2 separate regions of the Rattus norvegicus genome follow, and region 2 is linked to region 1. A link is a contact called in public Hi-C data. All regions are on one chromosome and are shown on one strand. The core of a region is the stretch at or near the end of the contact, and the rest is flanking DNA. Distances in the headings are between cores, read along the strand shown. Region 1 has its middle 390 kb from the start of Gask1b. Region 2 has its middle 440 kb from the start of Mir2985.

What was found. A called contact is a pair of places that touch in the nucleus more often than the background predicts.
Region 2: a contact with region 1 is called in a Hi-C map of frontal cortex, with 2.5 times the contacts expected there. The contact joins two enhancer-like sites. A contact is called at or near these places in 2 of 12 Hi-C or Micro-C datasets (frontal cortex and prefrontal cortex).

Annotation. Positions count from the first base shown.
Region 1 is chr2:167,730,768-167,738,361 of GRCr8, reverse strand. No RefSeq gene overlaps it. Among named protein-coding and RNA genes, the nearest start is that of Gask1b, 390 kb to the right of the region's middle. Within about 2 kb of position 4,026, at least 12 of the 93 cell types and tissues checked have an H3K27ac peak or open chromatin away from gene starts, as enhancers often do.
Region 2 is chr2:167,813,055-167,820,648 of GRCr8, reverse strand. No RefSeq gene overlaps it. Among named protein-coding and RNA genes, the nearest start is that of Mir2985, 440 kb to the left of the region's middle. Within about 2 kb of position 4,743, at least 6 of the 93 cell types and tissues checked have an H3K27ac peak or open chromatin away from gene starts, as enhancers often do.

The DNA of each region.
Region 1 (7,594 bases), core at 2,777-5,276:
AAGTGATAATTTACCCAAAATCTCAACAAAGTGGTCTACCCAGGAAGAACTCTTGACTGCTTTCTTATACACAATCATATTATAGAAGACTTTTTACTTTCTTATAATAATACTAAATCTCAACCATAACTTAAGATACAAAATTATACTATCTTAAGCATATTTCTAAAGAGGAGTATAAGTTTTAGTCAGTAACTGAAAATATAAGTTTGAATTTAACTCAACTAAAGAAAACTATTATGCCTTTTCTAAACAATGACCTTATCATGATAGTGTACCAACCCCTGCAACTAGCTAGTAGTTTAAAAGCTTATGGTCATTTCTGCAGATTTGAAAGCCTTATCTGAAAATGGTGAAATTCCTGAGGAGTTGTTCTGAATAGAAGTCTAAGATATAAATGCAAATATAAAAATTGCAACTTAACGGATCTGCAGTGATTTGACTCTAATTAGAATTGCAAAATATTTCATTTCAGGGACTTAAGGCTTTTCTCATCAGAAATCTTCAGCCTTCCAAGCTGAAGCCATTCCTCCTACTCGTTTATATGTTGCAGATGAATCATGAGCTCATCTCGGTTCAGTCTCGTGGGCAAAAATTATGTAAGTGTTTCAATATCACAAAATGTTCATTGCACTCTGTGTTATTGAAAAGCTTGTGTTGTTGAGAAAAAGCTTCTTTCCTGACTTTGGCTCCAGATCTTTGCAGGTAAATTTTTAATAAGTAGTTTCCAAAAGGATAGTGATTGACCTGATAAAGCTTGCCAGGGTAAAAGTCAGGGCACTAAATATCTTCTAAGTGTGATTTTAAAAACATACCCCTTTAAAGTAGGAGCAGGGGAGAAAGCTATCACCACCATGCTATTAGTGTTTCCCTGGAGACCCTGAACAGTGAACTGGGGCAAACAAGAGTGTTTAGCAGAAGGCTAGCAATTGTCCCTTCGCTATTAATGTTCAAAATACTTAATAGTTGATATTAAGACTTTCTTAAATAAAGAACACTGCAAATAGTAATTTGCTTAAGTAGCAGTGTGAGTTACTCTCTTAGCCAGTGCTTTTCCCAGGCCAGATCCTGGGTACCTTGCCAACACAGATGTCACAGGAGGTCCTGACTCTCCTCCTTCTGCAAGAACAAAATTCCATAGCCTCTTTCCAAACCCAGCTTGCCCTGTCATTAGTAACTGTTCACACAACTTCTATCCTCTGACTTCCCTGAAGACTTTAGGTTTACATTTACATAGATTCAGGCCCAGTTCACTGATGAAATATGTCTAGCTTAACTTTAATATTTTTTATTCAAGAAGAAGCTGAAAGTTTCCTTCAAAGCATGCTTTGCTTTTAAATAAAAAAGATTGCATAATTACTAGGGGGTTAAGAATATGGAACTAGACCTCAGAGAGGAAGCAATGTTATTCTGTCAATCATGATTGGCACTGACCGTTTATTATATTTTATAATGGTATATATTATATATTTGTCCAAATAGAAATCAGTTTTCAAGGTAAGACTTTTCCAATGGCATGGATAACAAGTATCTGGAGGAGAAAAAAAATAACCTACCAGACGACTGAGAGTGATATGCAAATTAGAAAGTAACAGAGCTGAGATGTTTATACAGGTCTCACAAGAAGCATTCTGCTCAGTTCCCTCGAGCAAAACACCTCCTAAAATGTTTCAGGTGTTTTAGGAAGAAAATTGTTCTGTTATGGAAAGAACAATTTACCTAATACACTTGGTTGTTTTAATAATTCTGCACTAATTTTTCTGAGTTGCCTCAGGACAATCACAGTATTAAATGGTTGCTTCATTCTGTGGTGGATCTGAGGAATTATTCTTCCATGATCCACAACCATCTTTATGTCCTAAATTGTATTCTTACGCTTATCAGCTTTCTCCAAGCTCTGTACCATCCCCAATCCATTTACTTCATCCCCGTCTTCGTTTCTCCACTTTCTTTGTGGCTTAACCGTCTGTCATTTTACTTTTCTTCCCTGTTCTTTAGCTTCCTCGTTTTCCCTCTTCTCCTTTCAACTGATAGCAGTGGAAACACACAAAATGCACCATGAATTAGTCAGAGTCCTGTCTCTTCTTTAAAAACCAAGAAGAACAGCAAAAAAAAAAAATCCTTTTTTTCTCCCCTCCTCACTTAATTGCAAGGGTGTGCTTGACATCATATGTAAACAGATACAACTTTTAAATGATGTATTTTCCTGCCAAAAACCCCTCTTCTGTATATGATCCATGATTGAAAATCACATGCAACTGTTTTTTTTTTTTAATTAACTTGAGTATTTCTTATATACATTTCAAGTGTTATTCCCTTTCCCGTTTCCGGACAAACATCCCCCTCCCCCCTCCCCTTCCTTATGGGTGTTCCCCTCCCAACCCTCCCCCCATTGCCGCCCTCCCCCCATAGTCTAGCTCACTGGGGGTTCAGTCTTAGCAGGACCCAGGGCTTCCCCTTCCACTGGTGCTCTTACTAGGATATTCATTGCTACCTATGAGGTCAGAGTCCAGGGTCAGTCCATGTATAGTCTTTAGGTAGTGGCTTAGTCCCTGGAAGCTCTGGTTGCTTGACATTGTTGTACTTTTGGGGTCTCGAGCCCCTTCAAGCTCTTCCAGTTCTTTCTCTGATTCCTTCAACGGGGGACCTATTCTCAGTTCAGTGGTTTGCTGCTGGCATTCGCCTCTGTATTTGCTGTATTCTGGCTGTGTCTCTCAGGAGCGATCTACATCCAGCTCCTGTCGGTCTGCACTTCTTTGCTTCATCCATCTTGTCTAATTGGGTGGCTATATATGTATGGGCCACATGTGGGGCAGGCTCTGAATGGGTGTTCCTTCAGTCTCTGTTTTAATCTTTACATGCAACTGTTTTAGAATAGACTCTGGCTACCTTCCTCAGTCATCAGGTCTTTGGGTTCTTCACAGATGGCATGCGTCCATGCTGTTGAAGACTGCATATCCTGAGGCGTTAAAGAGGGAAAAAAATCCCTATCCCTGTAATGAGGCTTGTCACATAGAGAATCCCAGAGAGTTCTGTGGGAACACCTGCAGGAATTGGTTTTCTCGATCATAAAGAACAAACCTGTGACCTTTAAAAGCCCAAAGCCCATTTCTCTGGAAGAACAAGTGCTCTTAACAACTTGATCAAATCCCTAGGCACCTGTAAGTGAAGTTTAGATCATATCTTCTTTAAAAGGTAAGAAAGGAAAGGGTTCCTCAAAGGAAGAAGGACAGATATATTTTGGGAAATCAAACCTTCATGGCCAATACTTGGGCACCTTGTGCAGATCCTTCATGAAGCTAGATCATATCCTTGGTGACTGTGAGGCTGAAACACACTAAAAAAAAAAAGAATGGTATGCCACAAGCCACTGGGTAATGAAATAGAAATATAGAGTCTTATGCTGACATTAAAGAAGCTTCTGTGGAAATACTGAGACAAGTATTATGTAAAAAATAGATTAATGGAAGATAGATAATGAAGAAAGTGATAGGTAGATCAATAGATAGATGGTAGAATAGAGATGATTGATGATAGATAGGTAGATAGATAGATAGATAGATAGATAGATAGAGAATAGATAGATTGATAGATAGATAGATAGAGAATAGATTGATAGATAGATAGATAGATAGATAGATAGATAGATAGATAGAGGGGCTGGAGAGATGGCTCAGTGGTTAAGAGCACTGACTGCTCTTCCAGAGGTCCTGAGTTCAATTCCCAGCAGCCACATGGTGGCTCACAACCATCTGTAATGGAATCTGACTCTCTCTTCTGGTGTCTGAAGAGAGTGATGGTGTAATAAAATACATAAAATAAATAAACCTTTAAAAAAAGATAGATAGATAAGACAGACAGACAGACAGACAGATGATAAATAAGACATACAGATAGATAAGACAGAAAGGTAGAAGAGAGGGAGGAGCAGTTTAATTATGCATGTTGGTAGGAAGGGAGAGAGGCAATACTGTGACTGAGAGAATAGGATTCCAGTTTCATAAGTAAGACATCTGTTCTGCTGTGGAGGAAGAGCATTGATGCAGAGATTCCAAGCAGATGGTAAATACTTTTCTGCAGGCAGAAGAGTCACTCAGAGTCAGACATTAGATTATCTCTTCTAACAGCATGATACAGTCAAAAAGCTGTACCTGTGTATCTTCATGGAGTACATAGACTGGAGTGTGGGATTCATTCATTTTAGGCGATTCACACTTCACCATCTTCTGCTATGATGTCAAAAATTAGAAAATACCTGATTTTGTACAGGAACTGATGCAGTGGTTCGGATTCCAAACAGCAGGGAGAGGCAGGAAGCACCCTGCCTTGCTGACCACTAATAATTGCTATGTACCAGAAAGCCTGTGGTCACTCCACAGCTGCCACTGATGAATAAATGATTGATGACATAGTTTAAGGATAACTTGTACCCTGCCTCCAGTGCACAACTCCTACTAAGCCTTTATTGCCTTTTCATATCCTCTCCAGAGATAAACAGATGGAGTTATGTGGGGTTTTGAAAAAGAAACTAAACAGGGGATACCCATTCCTTTTTTTTCACTATGGAGCTTGGCTACAGTCTGAGAGAGAGAGAGAGAGAGAGAGAGAGAGAGAGAGAGAGAGAGAGAGAGAGAGAGAACATGACTTTGTAGAGATAAATAAATATGCCCAGTCATGAATTTCAGTTTTTTCAGACACAAACAAAATATTGGGAAAGTTCCAGTTCATAACTTAGTATGAGATCTTAAAACTAAGGTATACTTTGCTAAGGCTAAGAATGCAGCTCAGTAGTGGAGCACTTGCTTAGCACACCATTCATTTAATGGACAAACATTGAGATGTGGTTTGTACCTGTCTTCAATCATAACGCTACCTTTTGTTCACTGAGTCATTACTGACCCAATTACCAATGCCAGAACATGGTTTGGGCTGGTTGGGAACTCTATGGAATGAAATCATAGGGGGAAGTGCAGAGATTTAGCTTCAACTGGTATTTATAAACTATATATATATATATATATATATATATATATATATATATGTCCTAGCTAGGGTGCTGAAGAAGACTCAAATGCTGCTTATATCTATACTAGCTTCTAAAGGGCAGCCCCCACCCTTGAGGATTATTTTAGTTCCCCAAGTAATTGATCCACAAACTCAGCCAAAGGATTTATCACTAAAAGAGAAATGTATGCGCTCAAATGGCAAGCCTAAGAGACAGATCAGTGCCCAACTAGTTTATTCAGAAGGAATTCTTGTGGGCAGGAGAGAAACAGGGAAGGCCCTGGCAGGGTAGTATTGTCAAGAAGACTACTGATGGTATAGGACCTGAATTCCATCTGTAGCAAAGCCCTCACAGTGACCTCAGAATGCACATTTGAGATCCCCTGTAGATACGTTAATCCCGGGCTCCTTTTCCTAGGAATGTCCCCTGGTGTGTCTGCTCTTCCCTGTTACTAGAAGCAAAAGACTTGTGTAGTGCAGAGGGAGAGCGTGGGTGACCATCCTTGAGAGAAGACATTGAGATACTCAGCCGGAAGTGTCCTGAAACACTTATGGATGGTATGCTCCAACCACAGCCAGAATTTCAAGTGAAACTGGGAGAGATGAGACAAGGTACAGAAGGAATCCAACTGTCCTTTTATTCTGTAGACATAATGAGATATTTAGAGATTTACTTCAGTGTATCAAGTGGTAAAAATTTTATAGCTATAGATATAAAATTTAAGCCATAAAATATAAAAACAAAACCACAGACAGTATACTTGAAAAAACTACTTGTAAAGTAAGCATCAATGTTGTTTTCATTGAATAGAGTTATGTATTTTTATCAAATGAATACTATGTATTTTACTTGTGTTGTCTGTGGATAATTAGGAAGAATAAAGAAATAAAAAATTAAAAATAGGGAGGAAATCATGCAATAGGAAGAAAATATTAACTTTGACTTTTCCTGCCAATTGTAACTCCATGATTTAAGTAGTTTTGTGCATAGTAGGCTTTTCTAGGTATAAAGTCAGACACACAGGGATTCTACATTGAGCCTTTTATGAAACCAATGAACTGAATAGAACCTCAGTGTGGTTGAAGATAATTGCAATGTTGCAAGTCCAGAATAGGATTATTACAGGCCATCTTCAGCACCCCAAGCAGCCATTTATTGCCCACCTCTGTACTTCATTACCTCCTTCAACTTGATGGTCTGTGCGTATCCTCATTAGTCAGTTTTCCATTTAAAAAAAATGAGAAAATGAGTTTCAAAAAACCAAAGGGCCTACATTGTCTGTTTTAGAGGATAAGCTCCTTGTGGTCTCATAACCCCATAACTTGTGGGTTCTACGGTAAGGAAACTGCATATGAGAAAGAGAAGCAGTTGAAGAAATGTCAATACCTTACAACAAAGACAGAGGAAAAAGCAGAAGAAAGGTCTGGAGTCCCACAATTCCCTTCAAGAATGAGCTTCCTAACTGAGGTCTCATCTCTTAAAGGATGCCACCTTCTAACAATGCCACAAACTAGACAGTAAGTCTTTAACAACAGCTTTGGGAGACAACTGTAGATCCAAACACATACAGACACACAGACACACAGACACACACACACACACACACACACACACACACACACACACACACCTCACACTTCAACTTTAGCACAGCCTCTTCCTCATCTCTTTGAGTGACCCCAGCCCTGGTTACCTCTGATTCCCATGAGTATATTTCACAATGGCTCCCTATCTTTGCTGTGTCTTTTCTAGTCCTCTTGTCCTCTTAGGTGAGTGTCCTCCCTGGTGGCTCCCTCTTATTCCCTTAAATGACTGTTCCTGGTAGCTCTCTCCCTCAGCTTCTCAGGTCAGTGTCAGCCCTGATGGATCCCAGTTATCCTTTTAAGCGAGTGCACTCCTTCTGATGACTCTCATCCTTTAAGGTCAGTGTCTTCTTTCTATGGTTTCTTCTCATCCCCTTCGATGACTCTCCTCATCCCATAAGTGGGTACCCTTCCTGTCAGATCCCTCTGTTTCCTTGCAACAGCTACTCCCTCCTTATGTTTCAACCTTCTTTGAACTGCCTCTAGCAGTTCACGCTTCACGCTGATGGCGAGATCATTTCATTGAGCAGTAGCCGAATCCTCAAGCCAATTTCCCAATGTTTTCACATCCTTGACTGGCAGATAGTATCCTCTAGACAGTAACATAATTGCACCACACTCACCCTGAAACTAAAAATAAAGTATTAGGTATACATATTATCTTCATAAAACATGCTGTTTGCTGCACAAAGACATGCTTTCCAATTTGAAAACATTGTTCTGACCTTTGCTTGTTAGGAACGACTACTCTTCCACTAGCGAACAGTGACCTGAGAGGCAGAGTGGAGGAAGAAGATGCAGGTTTGAATGCTGTGAGAAGAAAAAAGCCAACAAGTATTGCTGCGGGCGATGCTCTTGATACCTTTACTGAACCACTGTAAGCAGGTTCCAGAAGCTCTTCCTATAACATTTTACCGACAGTGACTACGTGTCCCTGGGTTCCAGTAAAAACAAAATTGCAAAGGCAAGATTACTCAAAGGGATGTTAATAGAGAACTGAACCAAG
Region 2 (7,594 bases), core at 3,494-5,993, 82 kb before region 1:
GTAATTGTAACAGAATATAAAATCTCAGTCTGTCCTCCCAGACATGAATTATCCCTTAAAGATATGTTAAAGGGGGAAGAGAAATTACATTCACATCACTTACAGTGACTAAGAGATCGTTATTGAGATAAGTTACAAGAAGAAAAAAATGTTTACTCAGGCACATGGGTTTGGAGGTGTTGAGGTGGGTCTTGGGTGCGACAACATATCCTCAAGGTGACACAAAACCAAAACTAGTCACCTAGGACCAGAAAGTAAGGAAAATAATGGAGGTCTGGGGTGCTGCGATCCCCTTTAGGGATAGACCCTGCCCCCAGTGATCTGAAGGTCTCTCACTGTTCTACATTTCTTAAAGGTCACAGGAATACCCTCCATGAATAACACACAGGCTTTAGGGACATTCAAGAAATTCAAGAGCCCAACAATACATGCTTCATTGCTACAGGTGTTCTAGGTCATTATTAAATATTGTCAGTCTTTTGCTGTGGCTAATTTATTTATAGGTTAAGACGTACCTTAGGTACATTTAGGGAAAAACACCTGACATTTATATTTCAGCACTCAGCAGATTCAAGCATCCGCTGCAGGGATTGCGAAATACATTTTTCTGTTCATACAGAAAACTGTAAATCCATTTCAAACACAGCAAACACAGAGAACAAAAGCCTCACAGAACAAGACTAATATCTACCAAGACATTTCATGAAGCCCATATTCAGAAAGAAAATTGAAGGAAACTTATCAGATATAGACCTGAGGATTCTGGAGGCAAAATTAAAGGCTACAGCAGTCAATCAGCTCCTTTTCTGTTAAACTCTGCAAGCTTTGGCACCAGCTCCCAGGGCTGCATAACCAGCGCAGGCTCCTCTCCATGAGGTAGAGAAGAGGACTTGATGATCAATTTTGAGAACTGTGCAGTCAATTACTCCATCCTCCAGATTTAGGAAACAAACTTGATGGCATATATTTTAAGGACATGTATATAAGTTTAATTTTAGACCTTTATTATTCATGCACTAAAGTGCAAGTTTCTGATTTTGTATCTTTTCAAATAAAAACCAATGTAAAGATCTTCGAAACAAAAGTCAGTTTCTAAATGTGAAAATGTAGAGAGATGTCAACTTTTAGGGGGTATTTTAAAGCCTGCATTGTTGGTTCTTTTTCAGAGAATCAAAAATGCCTGCTGAACGTCCTTCATGTCTAGTGAACAGACATACTGCTCTATTTGCATTTCAGATTAGAGATGGGAAACAGAGATCTTCTAGAATATATTAAGAATCAAGAATAAAATATCTTGTACTTGTGGTGCCAGGCCTCTTTCTTGCTCTGCTTGACACAATGAAGGTATTATCATACTGATGTAACCATCACTGACTCAGATAAACAGGGGTTTAAGAGACTAAATACACTGAAAGGTAAAAACAGCATTATTCCAAAACCCATGGTCTTTGAGGGTTTTTATTTTGAAATAATTGGATGGTTTAAAAATTGCAGAAAATCAAAATCACAAAAATTTCAGAAAATATTCATTTCTACTTTTGTAAAGAACTAAATGATTCCAGATGCGTCACCACAGTCTTGATTAAAGAGCAGCCCCAAACTTCAAACCTTCATTGCTTTGGAATAAGCTTCTCGGCAATAAACATTATGCAAATGTAGACAATGAAGGGAAACAGCTTTCGAAAGCTGCTACATGCATTTATATAAACAGCTATTGAATGAAGAAATGTAATTTTTTATTCCATTAAATGATTTCTGCCTCGAAAATTAAAAAGCCAGGATGCTATAGGCGATTGATTGCAACCCAAAGCATACCAGGTTACGAGATGTGTTTTGTGCACATTCGTTCAGATTATAGTCAACAATCCACTGAAATGCTTACATATGTTTTGGGTTCACCTTACTTTTAAAAATGTTCGAAGTTCTAGATGATGAGCTCAACTACCCACTTTTTCAGGACACACCCTATCTTCATCAAGATGGTGACACCCTGCAGAATAGAGCTTCTCAATGATGTAGTATCCTCTCTGTTGACCTCTCAAATCATGCGGGAGTTCCTTCAACCAGAGCTTTGGACAAGAATGCAAGACTCCTCATCGCACACCCCTGCATCCCAGGGGCAAGTCTCTTTTTTGACTGAGAACTCTGCCAAAAGGATATCCATGCCCTGAGACGCATGTTTCCTCCTTCTTTCTGAGAAACTCTTGTACCTCTCAGGTTCCCTGCAGACACTGCCATGTTGTCACAGCAAAGAGAAGGATAATTACCTATTATCCACAAAGATAAATAAAATACCAGAAGGGAAGACAAGGACTCTTTAGAAACCCATCACTTTTAAATATAAACTGCCAAAACATTTTATTAAGAATCTAAGAACTTAATAGAAAGTTATGAGCAAAATAATTATAAAGGAATGATTCAATGCTTCTAGGCCCAGTCTCCTCCTTTTGGAGGTGTCTCACTATAAAAAACAAACAAACAAACAAACAAAAACCAACTCAGCTCCAAATTTCCTCAGCCAGCTAATAGCTAAAGGCAGTACAGGGGTCTCCTTTCTGTGAACAAGAGGTCTCTCTTCTATGGGGACACATGGAACTTAAACTGACATATTTAAGTATTAACCAGATACAGAGTAAAAAATAAGTAAGACAGAAGTTGATGTTCTTAGTTAAGAGCACCAGATCAAGCAGGTTATTCTTTTAAGATTTATATATTTTATGTATGTGAGTACACAGTAGCTGCCTTCAGACACACCAGAAGAAAGCATTGGACCCCGTTAGAGAAGGTCGTAAGCTACCATGTGGTTGCTGAGAATTAAACTCAAGACCCCGCTGGAAGTCAAGCCAGTGCTCTTAACCACTAGGCCATCTCTCTAGCACAGGGTATATTTTTTGTTTGTTTGTTTGTATCTTCAAGTTTTAGGGCTTACAATCAATGTATATAATAGAAAATATGACCATGCTACTCACTTACCTCTTTCTTTTCTCTCTGATTTTACCTGACCCATTTTCCTTTTTCTGCATGAGATTTGGCTCTACTAACATTAATTCTTGTCTAATAGAGTGAGAAGCGGGCTTATATTTAATGATCCTGTTTATAGACTGTTGACTTCAAATTTCTCATTTTCATAAGGATCATGTATTCAGTTTTGATACATTGAAACATTGGAATAATGAGAAAATATTACAGAAATTTGTTTCTGTCTCTAATTTACATTTTATCCACCTCTTTTAGGTAATACTATATGGACAATATAATACATACATTTGAATACAGTTTAATGAGTATTGACACTTGTACATCACAACCAAGACACAGAGCATTCTCCTTTGCCCTTCTGTGATAAAAATTCCAATGTTACAGCCCTGGATGTTGATAAGAATTGGGATTGCCGTCATGACGTTTGAATTACACAATAAACAATTTCCCAGATTAAAAATATAAATATTTGTTTTCTTTCTCTCACTATCATGGTTTAAGGAGATTCTGTGTGGCTGTGTACCTAGCACTCACCTCTTATTATAAAAGAAGAACAAAATTAAATTAACAAGTACATTTTAAGAACCATGACCTTGGAAGGACAGTACAAACTAACAAATAAGAGATTAGAAATTTGTATGATTGAGAAAGAGACTAGTTAGCTATCTCGCGCCTCTATAGGCAGGGAGGTGGTTTCCCATCACCAAGGTTGGAGGAGAAAGCATCCCACGAACATTGCTATTCCGGATGCTGGCAACCTTACCTACTGAAAAATTTCATAGTTGTCACAAGTTTACAAGCCCCAGGGCACTGTAGCTAGAACCATCTTGAGAAGAAAGCTGCCTGAAGTTGAACTAGCTAAGGGTCAGGATCCCTCAAATCTCATCTCTGGGCTCCTCAAGTATGTCACTGCACTGTCTCAGCAGACAGCTGTTTCTACTGACCATTTTGACCTTGAGAACAGGTGTGGTCAAATCCTGTTGCTTACCCTGTGCTGCAAGGAAGAGCGATGCAGCATGGAGAGGAATGGAAGGTTCTGCCATAAAGAACAAGCAGGTCCAGGTCCTGACTCTCTAAGATCAAACACAAAGGCTCCGCAGGCTGGACTGCATAACCAGAACTCACTGAAGCTGTCTTTAAAAACGTCAGTGATAGTGTGTTTTCATGCCACTTAGAAATTATCATAAAATGAACTGAAATTCTAATATTTTATTTATATGGAATTTTATAATGGACATTTTCCAGCTGTCTAGGATAAAATGATTTCAAAATGGAAAATAAAATCACCAAGATGAATAAAAAATTATAATGAATAAATTATCCACTGAATATTCCCCATTAAGACATTTACAAAGGTAAATTTATTCTTCATTTGAACAGTCGATGTATCCTTAGAACTTAGGGATGGGTTTGGAACTGCAGCAGAATTTATTAGACAGGAATGTTTAGTCAGTGTTGTTATTTAAGCTATTTAAATCCAAAATCACAACTAAATCCCACAAATTGAGGATTTTTGTGTGTGAAAATACTATTTTAGCCCAAATTCTATTTAAAAATTATTTTGAGATAGCTTGAGACATTCTCATCAACAAGGAATTTCAGATTGAATAGTGGTATGTTAATTCACTTTCAATTGACTAAGTCATCAAAGCACTAGATGTTTGCTCGAGCTTCAGTTTTCATGAGAAGAGGAATGGATGTGTTGCAGTATTCAAATACCACCATCATTTTTAAATTCCTCATTATGCAGTGGAAAGAGAAACAACAGAAGCAGCTGTCTGCTTGCTCCACATTTAGCAGAGAGTTCAGTAATTCCCAGAGTAGCAAGGATTTGATACTGTCGAACACAGTTGTCCTGTGCTGTGCAGAGGACTCTTAATTTTTTAATATTCCTCTTTGGAATACTAAAAGGTTGAAGTATGTAAAATATGCAAACACTTTCATTTGCAAGTCACACTGAGACAGAGAAGCCATGATAGATTCTATTTAAAAGCAGTGGCGCTCTCTCTCTCTCTCTCTCTCTCTCTCTCTCTCTCTCTCTCTCTCTCTCTCTCTCTTGCTTCTAGTTGATCTCAGCCCATACATCAAGGCTATAATTAATCAGCATTAATAACTGAGTAAGGATTTACTAACAACACAGGCTTCGAAACACAGCACCTAGCTCTGATCACGGAGAGAACGATGCTGATTTTTTATCTTTGCTGCGGTTTAGACCCCTTGGCTTCATGTTTGGATGATGCATATGACACTGGTCTTGTATACAAGGAGTAAAATGACACATGTGGAAAAAGCATCAGCGGTCCTGACTCAGGAGCATGTGGGGAAAGACTGTGTCACAAACAGCCTAACAATCAGAATGGAAGGGTGATTTCCAGGTCAGATCCAATTGGAAAATTGACATTTTCATCTGAAAATTGGGCTTTAGGACTTCCCTCTTACCAGTGTTATGAGGGTTAGAAAAGAGGGAACGAGGACAGAACTGGACTATTCTCAACAGTCAAGCACAAAGACCTACTGAAGATTGATAAGCACAGATACAATGTTTTCTTGTAATTATCATTGTTTTTAATTTAATTTAATTGTTATTTACCTATTCACTTTACATCCTACTCACTGTCCCCCTCCTGGTCATCCCCTCCCAGAAACTTTCCCCCATTCCCTCCTCTGGGAGGGTAAGGGAACCCCCTGGATATACCCATCACTACCCTGGCACTTCAAGTCTCTGGGAGGCTAGGTGCTTCTTCTGCCACTGAGGCCAGATAAGGCAGCTCACCTAGTAGTACATAATCCATGTCTCATGTACAGGCAACAGCTCTTGGGATAGCCCCCTTTCCAATTGTTCAGGACCCATATGAAGGTCAAGCTGCACGTGTACTACATATGTGCACGGAGGCCTAGGTCCAGCACATTTATGTTCTATGGCTGGTGGTTTATACTCTGACAGCCAAGAGCATCCAGATTAGTTGACTCTGTTGGTCTTCCTGTAGATTTCCTATCCCCTTCCGCTGTACAATCCTTCCTCCTATGCTTGCATAAGACTCCCCAAAGCTCCATTCACTGTTTGGCTGTGGGTGTCTGTATCTGTCTTAATCAGCCGCTGGGTGGAGCCTCTCAGAGGACAACATGCTCCTGTTTGCAAGCATAACAGAATATCATTAATAGTGTTAGGGATTGGTGCTTGCCCAAGGGATAGGTCACAAGTTGGGTGGATTATTGATTGGCCATTCCCTAAGTAATGTGCCTATGTTACTTATAAGTAACCAGATACATTTGGAGTTGAAAGTTGTGAATGGGTTGGTGTCTCTATCGCTCCACTAGGGTTCCTGTCTGCTGCAGGAGATAGCCTCTTCAGGTTCCATATCCCCAATGTAGTGCATCACAGCTAATGTCACCCCCATTGATTCTTGTATATCCTCCTTATCCCAGGCTTATGTTTTGTCTTGGAGATGCCCCCACCTCAATACCATCAGTTGCAGATTTCCATTCATTTTCATGTCCATGTATCCATCTCTCCTGTCCTTCCCCCACCTGATCTTGAATTCCCCCATTTCCATTCCTATTCCCCATCTAAGTTTATTTTATAAGCCTCATATAGTGAATGGAAATACCATGTGACATATCTATACATGCTTGTATTTTATGTTTATATCAAGTTTGATATAACTATCTCAAATCATTTTCACTTCTCTATGGTGAAACTTCTAAAATATTTTTTCTACCAGCCTTTTGAGGGCTACAGCATCATGTTATTCATTCCAATTATCTCTAGTCATTCTGTCGTAGGAAAGCATGGTGTAACTTTTTGCTCTTGTTTGTCTTTGAGGACTTACTAAGTAGCCTTTCAACACCTACTGCTACCAACATGCTCCCTGGCCTCTGGAAACTACCATTTGTCTCTCAATTTGCCATAACATCAACATGTTTAGATTCCATAAATGAATGAGAGCATATGGTTTAATCCTGCCCATCACTGCCTTATTGTCCTTAACTTAATGGTCCCCTGTTCATCCTTATTGCCATAACTTAAAGGACATATTATTTTATAAATTAGTCCTGTTCCATTCCATCCACAAACATAATGTTGGTCAAAATTGGACTAAAAAATAAGAAAACTACAGATAGATCACTCAAGGTGTTTGAAACAGGAAACTTAAAGTTTATTGTCTTAGTTTCTTTCCCCATTTTTGTGATTAAATGCTCTGTGAAAAGCAACTTAAGAAAGAATGGGTTTACTTTCACTCACAGTTCAGGATGCAGTTCAAAGCAGAAAAGACATATGGTTGCAGAAGCTTGAGTCAGTAGTCACATTGCACCCTCAGAAAAGAAGCAGAGAGCAAAATATGAATGCATGCATTTGCTGAGCTTGTTTACTCCACTGAGCTCAGATCCTATCTGCAATTAACATAGGAATATACATCATATGGATATATTTTAGTAATAGATTCTGGAAGTCAAGAAAAGGAAATGAAGAACTGTAAACACTGACCTCACAGTAAAGCCAAGGAAACATTTGATTATGAATGTCAACCTACTCAAGGAAAAAAGCATAAGCCATCTCCTATTTCACTTCTAGGAGCTCATTGACCCAATATAACAAACTGGCATTGACCCAGTA